Regions from separate parts of the Anas platyrhynchos genome. Here region 2 is linked to region 1. Evidence: chromatin contacts called from public Hi-C data. All regions are on one chromosome and are shown on one strand. Each heading gives the region's core, a stretch centred on a gene start, on an enhancer-like site or on the middle of the called end of the contact. The rest is flanking DNA. Distances are from core to core; before and after follow the strand shown. Region 1 overlaps KIAA0232 (KIAA0232 ortholog). Region 2 holds the start of TBC1D14 (TBC1 domain family member 14).

Evidence for each region. Hi-C and Micro-C count contacts between places; a contact is called where the count stands out from the background.
Region 2: a Hi-C map of small yellow follicle shows a contact between it and region 1, with 1.7 times the contacts expected there. The contact joins the promoter of TBC1D14 here to the enhancer-like site in region 1.

Annotation. Positions count from the first base shown.
Region 1 is chr4:67,813,918-67,817,959 of IASCAAS_PekinDuck_T2T, forward strand. The region is part of intron 1 of KIAA0232 (KIAA0232 ortholog); the gene reads left to right. Among named protein-coding and RNA genes, the nearest start is that of KIAA0232, 11 kb to the left of the region's middle. Within about 2 kb of position 2,089, at least 4 of the 8 cell types and tissues checked have an H3K27ac peak or open chromatin away from gene starts, as enhancers often do. A contact at or near this core is called in small yellow follicle, where this site is marked.
Region 2 is chr4:67,877,555-67,881,596 of IASCAAS_PekinDuck_T2T, forward strand. TBC1D14 (TBC1 domain family member 14) reads left to right here and starts at 1,807. Exons shown (of 14, transcript XM_027457429.3): 1 at 1,807-2,017. The coding sequence starts at 1,822. It overlaps LOC140002510 (a long non-coding RNA gene), which reads right to left and starts at 1,239. Exons shown (of 2, transcript XR_011809257.1): 1 at 1-1,239.

The sequences.
Region 1 (4,042 bases), core at 839-3,338:
TCTTGTCACAAAGTTCGTGTGTGTTAATGTGCAGCTCTGCGAGTGGATCAGCTAATTGAACTCCTCCAGCTCCTTTTCTTTGGAGTGGTGTTCTTGTATTATGGTGAACATGAATGTTTTATGAGAACAACTGTACTGGTGCAGACAAAGGCTTTGTCAAATCCGGTACTTGTCTGCAGCAGCATCTGTAAGTGAGCTGTTGCAGAAGAAAAATGAACAGGGGGAATATTTGGGATACCTCTCCCGAACAGTACCTCTGCCCCGCACTGTTCTCAGTCTTAAGGGATTTCCTGAGCCCAGTGTGGTTTGCCTAGTTGGAAACTTCTGAGGGTCCTCTCCTCAATTTTATTTGGAGCTCATCTAAATATGTATGTTTTGTGTCCTCAGAATCTGACAAGGAATTCCTCATAGCTCTTGTGTGAAGTTTTGTATGGAGTTCTTGCAGTCAGTCCCTATCCAGGGAGGGCACGGCTGTTTTGATATCACAGGACCGAGGCTCTGTGAGCTGCTGTGGGTTAGCTGACACCGCACAGCCACTTGCTCGCTTTTTCCCAGCAGGATGGGGAAGAGGATCAGAAGGGTAAAAGGGAGAGAACTTGTGGGCTGAGATAAGGCAATTCAATGGGTAAAGCAAAAGAAAGAATGAACTCGCTGCTTCCCCCTGAAGGCAGATGTTTTGCCATTGCCAGGAAAGCAGGGTTCCTTCATGAGTAACGGGTACATGGGAGCACAGATGCCCCAACTCCCAACGTCTTTGTGTCGTTCCCCCATCACCAAATCTTTTCCCCAACTTTTACTGCTGAGTGCAACACCACACGGCATGGGACATCCCTTCAGCCACCTGGGTCGGCTGTCCTGGGTCTGCCCCCTCCCAGCCCAGCCTCCTTGCTGGCCGTGCAGCCTGAGAGCCAGAGAAGCCCTTGACACGGTGTGAGCGCCGCTCTGAATAGCTCCAGCACCCCAGTTATCAAGGCTGGTTTGGTCACAAAGCCAAAACATAGCAGGATACGAGCTGCCGTGAAGAAAATTAATTCTAGCCCAGGCCAAGCCAGTGCAATCTCTACCCCATGCTCCTCACCGTTCATGTATGTGTGTGTTAAGCACAGGTTGGGATAATTTAAAGGTGCATCCATTGCAGCAGCGTACAGCGAGTGGGCAAAACGTGAATGTGGTGCCAGAGATGGCTTTGGTTTTGTAATGTGGTTTGGTCTTTCAACTGCTGCTGGCTCCTCGTTTCTGGTTTCATGAAATTTCCAACATACTACTTAGGAGCTTGTTTCTGCGGTGAGCAGTGAGCTCAAAGCTCACTGTTTTGTATAAGGAGCTTATTAGTAGTAGCACGAGGGTTTTATTCCTGCCTGGTCTCCCTTCAAGTTTATCTACGTGGAATTTTGTTTGATTTTTATTGCCGAGTTGCTCAGTTTCATAAAGTCCTGCAGTTTTTCAGTTGCTCTGTGCTCATAGTCCCTGCTAGCTTGCTGTAACTTGCTAAATTCTTCTCTATGTCACTTACCCCATCTTCCAGGTCATTTATGAATTTATTAAGCAACACAGGTCCCAGTGCAAAATCCTACAGAACGGTGCTCGTGCCTTCCTTTGTGTCATCTTGGTTATATCTGCGTTCTTTCTCTTCGCTAAGAAAATGAGGCTTATGTGGTAACTCATGAATTCTTTGAGTAATTCCATTAAGCATTTACACAGGATTAGCAGCTTCAGATTTTCATTTGGATAAGCGTTATGAAAATAGGTGAGCAGATTATTCAAGGAAAAAAAATCTTGCAGTGACAGCCACTCACTGGTTTCTGTCCCGTGTGTGCTTCTCTGATATGACTGAGGTACTCTAGAACCTATATCCATTGTGAAAACAAAATTGTACCACTCGTGCATTTCTCAGTATATATATAAAAGTTAATCCTAAATATCTAAAAGAGCTGTGTGTATGTCTGCGACTACTTTAGCACTCCTTGCTTTCATTCCACTTGGGTGTTTTAATCTGTGCTTATTGTGACACAAGGCTTCTGAAGCTTTGTGGCAGAAATTGTCTGAAATGGGATGGAGGGAGAGGTTAGTTTCCAGCACAAGCATTATCAATTTTTTTGGTTTACGATAGTGTTTCAGAGCCTTAGTCATGAATTGAGTCCCTGCTCTATTTGTTGTACAATAACATCAACCGTCGCCAACACAAAAAAAGGCTGTCCTTGCTCTGAAGACAACACAGCCAAATTTCTTAGATTCACAAAGAATGTGATTAAAAAATAACAGCTTCTTCTGGATTCACATGTCTTTTAAATGCCATGTGAAATTCATTAAGGACACAGATTCCATTGTTCACTGGATTTTTAAATAGGCTTTGTTTCTGGGCTTTGACAGTGCTTTCCCCTGTGTGTGACTGTTTGGCTTGCATATTAAGGATTTGTTGAGATTTTTCACTGAAAGAAACAAAACAAATGACGGTAAAATTGATGATTCCTCCATAATACGTCAGAGAAAATGTGGACTTCTGTTACCATCATATGATGGGACGGTACTTTTGATGGTCAGTCTTCTAGAGGGGGATTGAAAGTTACTAAGGTGAATTCATAACTTTGAATGTTATTGACCACACATGATAAAATTTTCACTTTCAATTTATACTAATTAGGATTTGCAGATTTACCCACGTGTAGTTGTCAGGGAGAGGAAGGATTGTTTGCTGGCTTTTAATAAAACTATTCTGGGGAAAAGTACTGCTAAAATGTATGTTCAGCTTAACAAGTGTGGACTTTGATACTCACATTTAAAGAAAGAATTCTGTAATAGCTTTTTCATTCCTTGAAAAATTGTCATACGTTGTCAGAGATGGAAGCAAAGCAAACCCAACTTTCAAAAACGAGAGCTTTTAATTGTAAACTATGGCATGTGCTGGCACATTTCACCAATTATTAGAGGAAATTTTGTGTAAACAACCCTTAGGACAACTACTGTGTGACAAGGTTTAGTCTAATTGTGAACATCCAGAATGAAGCTCTGGAGGCCCAGGTGTGATGGTTATCCCTCCTGGGAGTGGAGGGAGGGAGGAAGGTGGCATCTGTAGCTTTATCTAAGAGGCTGACTTCTCTGTAGAAGGTGCACAGCAGTGTGTAAGAAAGCTTTGTTGCCTGAGAGTCTTTATTTGCAGATTGTGCAAAGAAATAGATCCTATTGTAGATCCTATTATTTTTTTCCAGTTGGGTATGGACCCTGGTATTGTGAACTTAACTCTGCAAATGGTTTGCCTCATTTTAAGTTATATTTTTATGATCTACAAGAAGCAGTCTTGTCCTTTAGTTTACTGAAAGGACAGTAATAAGGCACTTTTTTTTTTCTATTCCAATATTTTCTGCTCCTTTAAGTCTTGATATTAGGTATATCTTTAGGAAGGCTTGTTAAAGCATGAAGTCTATTTACTTTTTTCATTTAAAGGTGTTTGTTCAGAACCTTTCCATATAAATGTGTAATTTTCAGGGGCCTCTTGGTGCTGATAAAATACAGATGAGGCAACCTTAGATTAATTCAGTGGGTTTTGTGGTTTGGCTTTGTTCACTGTTTTCCAAGATTAAAAACGATTGGGGGGAAAAAAGAACCAACTTTCCCTCTTAAGTTCTGTAAAATAACTGCTTTTTGTACAAAAGGGAATGATGGAGAAAAAAGTTGGTGAAGGTGTGGAAATGTCTCACCTGGCGTGATTTTGTAGAGTTTGCTCTTTCTGTTGGGATGCTAGCACTTTCTGGGTGGGCCTGCGTCAGTTTAAATGAAGAGTGATTTAATTACATCTTTATTTTATTGTACTCTTTAGTAATCTTAGTGTAATTTTGCAGTATAAAACTTATCTGTAGACACAACTGTCACAAAGGTATTTTTGTGGCTCAAGATGCTCTGAATTATTTTTATGCATTTGTCACAGCAATAGCTACATCCCATTTTGCTTACAAGGAAGACTAAGATTTTTGTCTTCAAAAAAGACTATTTACCATAAAAGACAGCACCATAGGGACTGGCGTGGAGCGTTCAGCTTCAATTTCCA
Region 2 (4,042 bases), core at 557-3,056, 63 kb after region 1:
GCTGCCTAGCAGAGTGGGATCCTGGTTGTTCTAACACGTGTCTTCAGTGCAGAGAACAATATGAGTTTTGTTGTGAGTAGGTGTCAAGAAGTACACCAGCTGAACAGGAGGAGTCATCAGTGGGTTGGAAATGGAAAAATCCACCAAAATAAATCAGTTTAGAATGGGCATTTCAAGGCAAGATTTCAAGGCATTATGACTGTTAGGGCACAACTCTGCTCTTAAGTACTGACACTAAAAGTCTTTATGTACCTTGGTTACTTTCAGCTACTGCTGAAAGATTTCTTATGGCAGACTTTTTAAAAGTTTCTTCATCCTCAATAAAATTGCAAAGATAGGAGTGTAATTAATTAGTGCCTTTGGAGACACTTCACAGATACAGAATTCATGACTACGTACTCTCATTCTGTTATTTACCGTAGGACCTAACAACTTTGACCAAAGATAGATGATACCATGGTGACGGTACAATCTTCTAGCTGCTACAAAAAGAGAGATTGATTTCCATTCTCAAAAACAAAAGGAAAATATTAATACTGAAAAAGGAATTGGTGTATCTTCCAACATAGTATCTCTTGCATAAACTATATACATATAACTTTATACTATAACACTGTATTATAGTGTTTCAAAGGAGTTTTTCTTTTATTTACTCTGTTTTAAAGGTAATAAAAAAGGTGTCTTACAGAGGTTGGTATGATTTTCTAAGATAAGGAAAAATGTGACATTTTAACTGTTTCATATTCTTTCTGATATTCATCTTACAAATCCAGCAGAACAAATCCTCAAATTTATCTCTCTCTGAACCATGCAGAAGTATAATTTTTGGTTGTTGTTGATAAGTGCCTTCTTCTCATCTTGATAATGTGCTAATTCTCATCTTGATACCATGGGATTGCTGTCAATGGGGTCACAGTGGCAAGTACTTCAGTACAAGTTCACCTCAGACTGACAATTTATTCAGGTGTAACTTGCCCACATCAAAGCTCATATAATCGTGGCTTTGCTCTGGTTATTTAACTAATTACATTAATACAAGTTCAGATATTCCTGCATTTGCTCCATTCAAACTTCCAGCTTTATGGTAGACTCAACACGTGTGAGTGAGATTATGAGAAGTTCGTATTTACATATGCTCTTAAGGTGGATGACTGCTTTGCTACCTTAATGTATCTTAACATAATCTATAGACATGATCACCTAGAACCTTTTTTTCTGGGAGAAAAAAAAAAAAAAAGAAAAAAAAGAAAAAAAAAAAAAAAAAAGGATGAGTTTCAAACATGAGAAGGAAACATGAGCTCTACTCCTGTGAGATACCGAGTGCTTCTGACCCCTTTGATTCAGTGTGTGGGTGCACTGAGAGTTGTGTTGGTGATGCAAACATCCGAGCACTTTGAGATGGGGTAAAAGAAGGCAAATAAAGCTAAGAGAATGGAAACATAAATATACACATGCTGGAATACCATCCATCATCCTAGAGCCTCAACTTCTGGCATTATGGCCCGGTTCCACAGAAATACGGATGCACCCCCAGACCGACACTTCCCACAGTACCAAACTAGTGTAAAACACCAAATTTTGTTTTCCTTTGAAATCCAGCCCGCTGGCATCTCCTCCCCGGGGGCCATCCCACCACCATCACCTCACAGCCCCCTGCCTGGGGGGAGCCTTCGGTACAAGAGAACCCTCTCCAGGGGAACCCTTCCTCGTTGCCCCCTCAGGTTGACCCCACAACCCGGCGCGGCCTGGGCTGCGCCTGAGGCGACCCGGGCCATGCCTCCCCGGGTCCCCCCCCTTCCCCATGGCTGGAGGCGTCTCAAAATGGCGGCCAGCGGCCGCCTCCCCCGGGTGCCAGCCCGCCTCCCACCGCGCAGGCGTTCCCTCGGCCGGCGGGCGGCGCTGGGGCTGGAGGAGGAGAACGAGGAGGAGGAGGAGGAAGAAGAAGCGAAGGAGGAGGAGGCAGGGAGAGCGGGGAGTCCCGTCAGGAGCTCGGCACCTGTCCCGCCGGCGCAGCCAGGTGCCGTGCCCGCCGCGGGGGCGGGCGCCATGGGAGGCTCGGCGCTGCCCGCGGAGGGGACCCGGCGGGCGAGGGCTGCGCCGCTTCCCCTCCGCTGAAGCCGCCGCTCCTCCTCGGGGGCCGGCGAGGGGCGATGGAGCAGCCGCCGGCCGCCTCCTAGTGCCGCAGCGGGGAAGGGGCGGGCATGGCCCAGCAGGAGCAGAGCGACGGAGGGCAGCGCCGCACCGGTGAGGCGTCCAAGTTTCTGCGCGGCTCTGCCCGGGGCTAGTGTGAGGCAGGGCACGGAGCGGGGACGGCTGCGGGAACGAGGGGACATTGGGGGGGTCCCTGTGGGGGACAGGGTTCCTGTGGCACCTGGCCCCGGGTGACCGGGCCGGGGTCTCGGGGGCGGCTTCTCGGGCCCTTAAAAAGTTGGAGGAGCTGCACGGCCCCGTGGGGTGGGCTGGAGGCCTTTGGGGAAAGGCGGAGGTTGCTTGGCTGGTGCTGTGTTTATTTTACCTTTTTTTTTTTTTTTTTCATTATTATTATTTCATCAAGGCTACCGGCTAGGAGCTGTTCGCAGCGCTGAGGCAGACCTAAGGCTTGTGGAAAGGGGACAACTTTCATCTCTCCAACCCAAGCCTCTTAGGCGATTCCCGGAGACCAAACACTGAGGGACCTCGCAGCGGGGCTTGAAGTTCTTGCTGCCAACTTAACGCTGGCCTCGCGTTTTTGACTAATACTGGGGGTGTTAAAAAAAAAAAAAAAAAAAAAAAGGCCCTGTAAACTGCTTCTGGAGCGGAGGCTTCAGTGAAACACTGTGACTCAGTTGTGCTGCCTGCCTGCTGCAGCAGCAAGGTGGGAAAGCCCTCAGCAGTTTGCCTCTGAGGTGCTCTGCTCAGCAGCACAGCTCGCCCCTCCTGAGGGGAGCCGGCTGGGAGAGGGATAAACGCGCGCTCAGTGCAAAACCCCAAGTTGTTTCTCGTCTTTTTGCCGTCATGGTCTTGGCAGCGATTGCGTGTGTAGCCGTAATCGCTGTTTGTCCTGGCGGTGTGGGAAGCCGAGCTGTTTTGTAGCCTCGGGAGTGCTTCGCTGCTGGCAGCGCTGGGGCTGCTAAGGTGTGAGCACAGCCTGAGCCGGGGAGAGCTCCAGCAAACACGGCTGGGGCTGGTGCTCCCCAGCCCTTGGTAGCAGTCAGGTACAGCCTGTTTCTTTTTAATACATCAAGAAATGCTGCATAAAGAGTTTAAACCTTTCACTTAAAAAAAAAAAAATCCTTTTAAGAATTAAAAAGCAGTTGCGAGTTTCTGCAATTGAGGAAGTTCCTCACCCTAAAAATTAAAAAGAAAAAAAAAAAAAGCTGGCAGAGAGATGTGTTGAGGAGATGAGGTGATAAAAATGTTAACCCTTTTATAATTGAGCAGCATACGTAAACCATTCTTCTCCTTCCTGCGAGGCAAGGAGATACAAAGGCAGGTTCTTGGGCTGCTGTCATACCGTACCTTCGAAACTAGTTCTTTGTCGAAGGCATGTTGCAAGTCCCTGCAAGTTTAAAAGAACTTGACTTGCGTTGGCTTCTTTCTGAGCTTTGCTTTATTCTGACAGTTTGATGGTGTTAACATTTTTATTAAGAATTTACAATAAAACAGGTCAAAAAACTATGGTACATGTTTTAGAAGTTACAATCAATTGTGACTTCCTCCTACAGCATGGCTGGGTGACGTGGAAAGTCACAATCCGTTGCAGAGCTCTGCTGTTGTCAGGACGTGCCTTACATACCTTGAGCAGAATCTCAGTGATGTAGGGCCGTATGGACAGCCTTACAGGCTTGGACCAAAACCCACCTACCAGACAGAAAAAGTTAACTGCAAAAGAAGCCAGTAAGCAGGGCTAATGTTTAATGATGTTTTCCTGAGGCCCTGACACTTGCAGTTCAAGGATTTCCTGAGCTTCTTTGCATGTAGGAATCTTTAGTGATTTTTTTTTCTTTTGTGAACTTACATGTAAACTCCTAGGATCAGACAGGGTACTGTGGCAAGGAGTTGT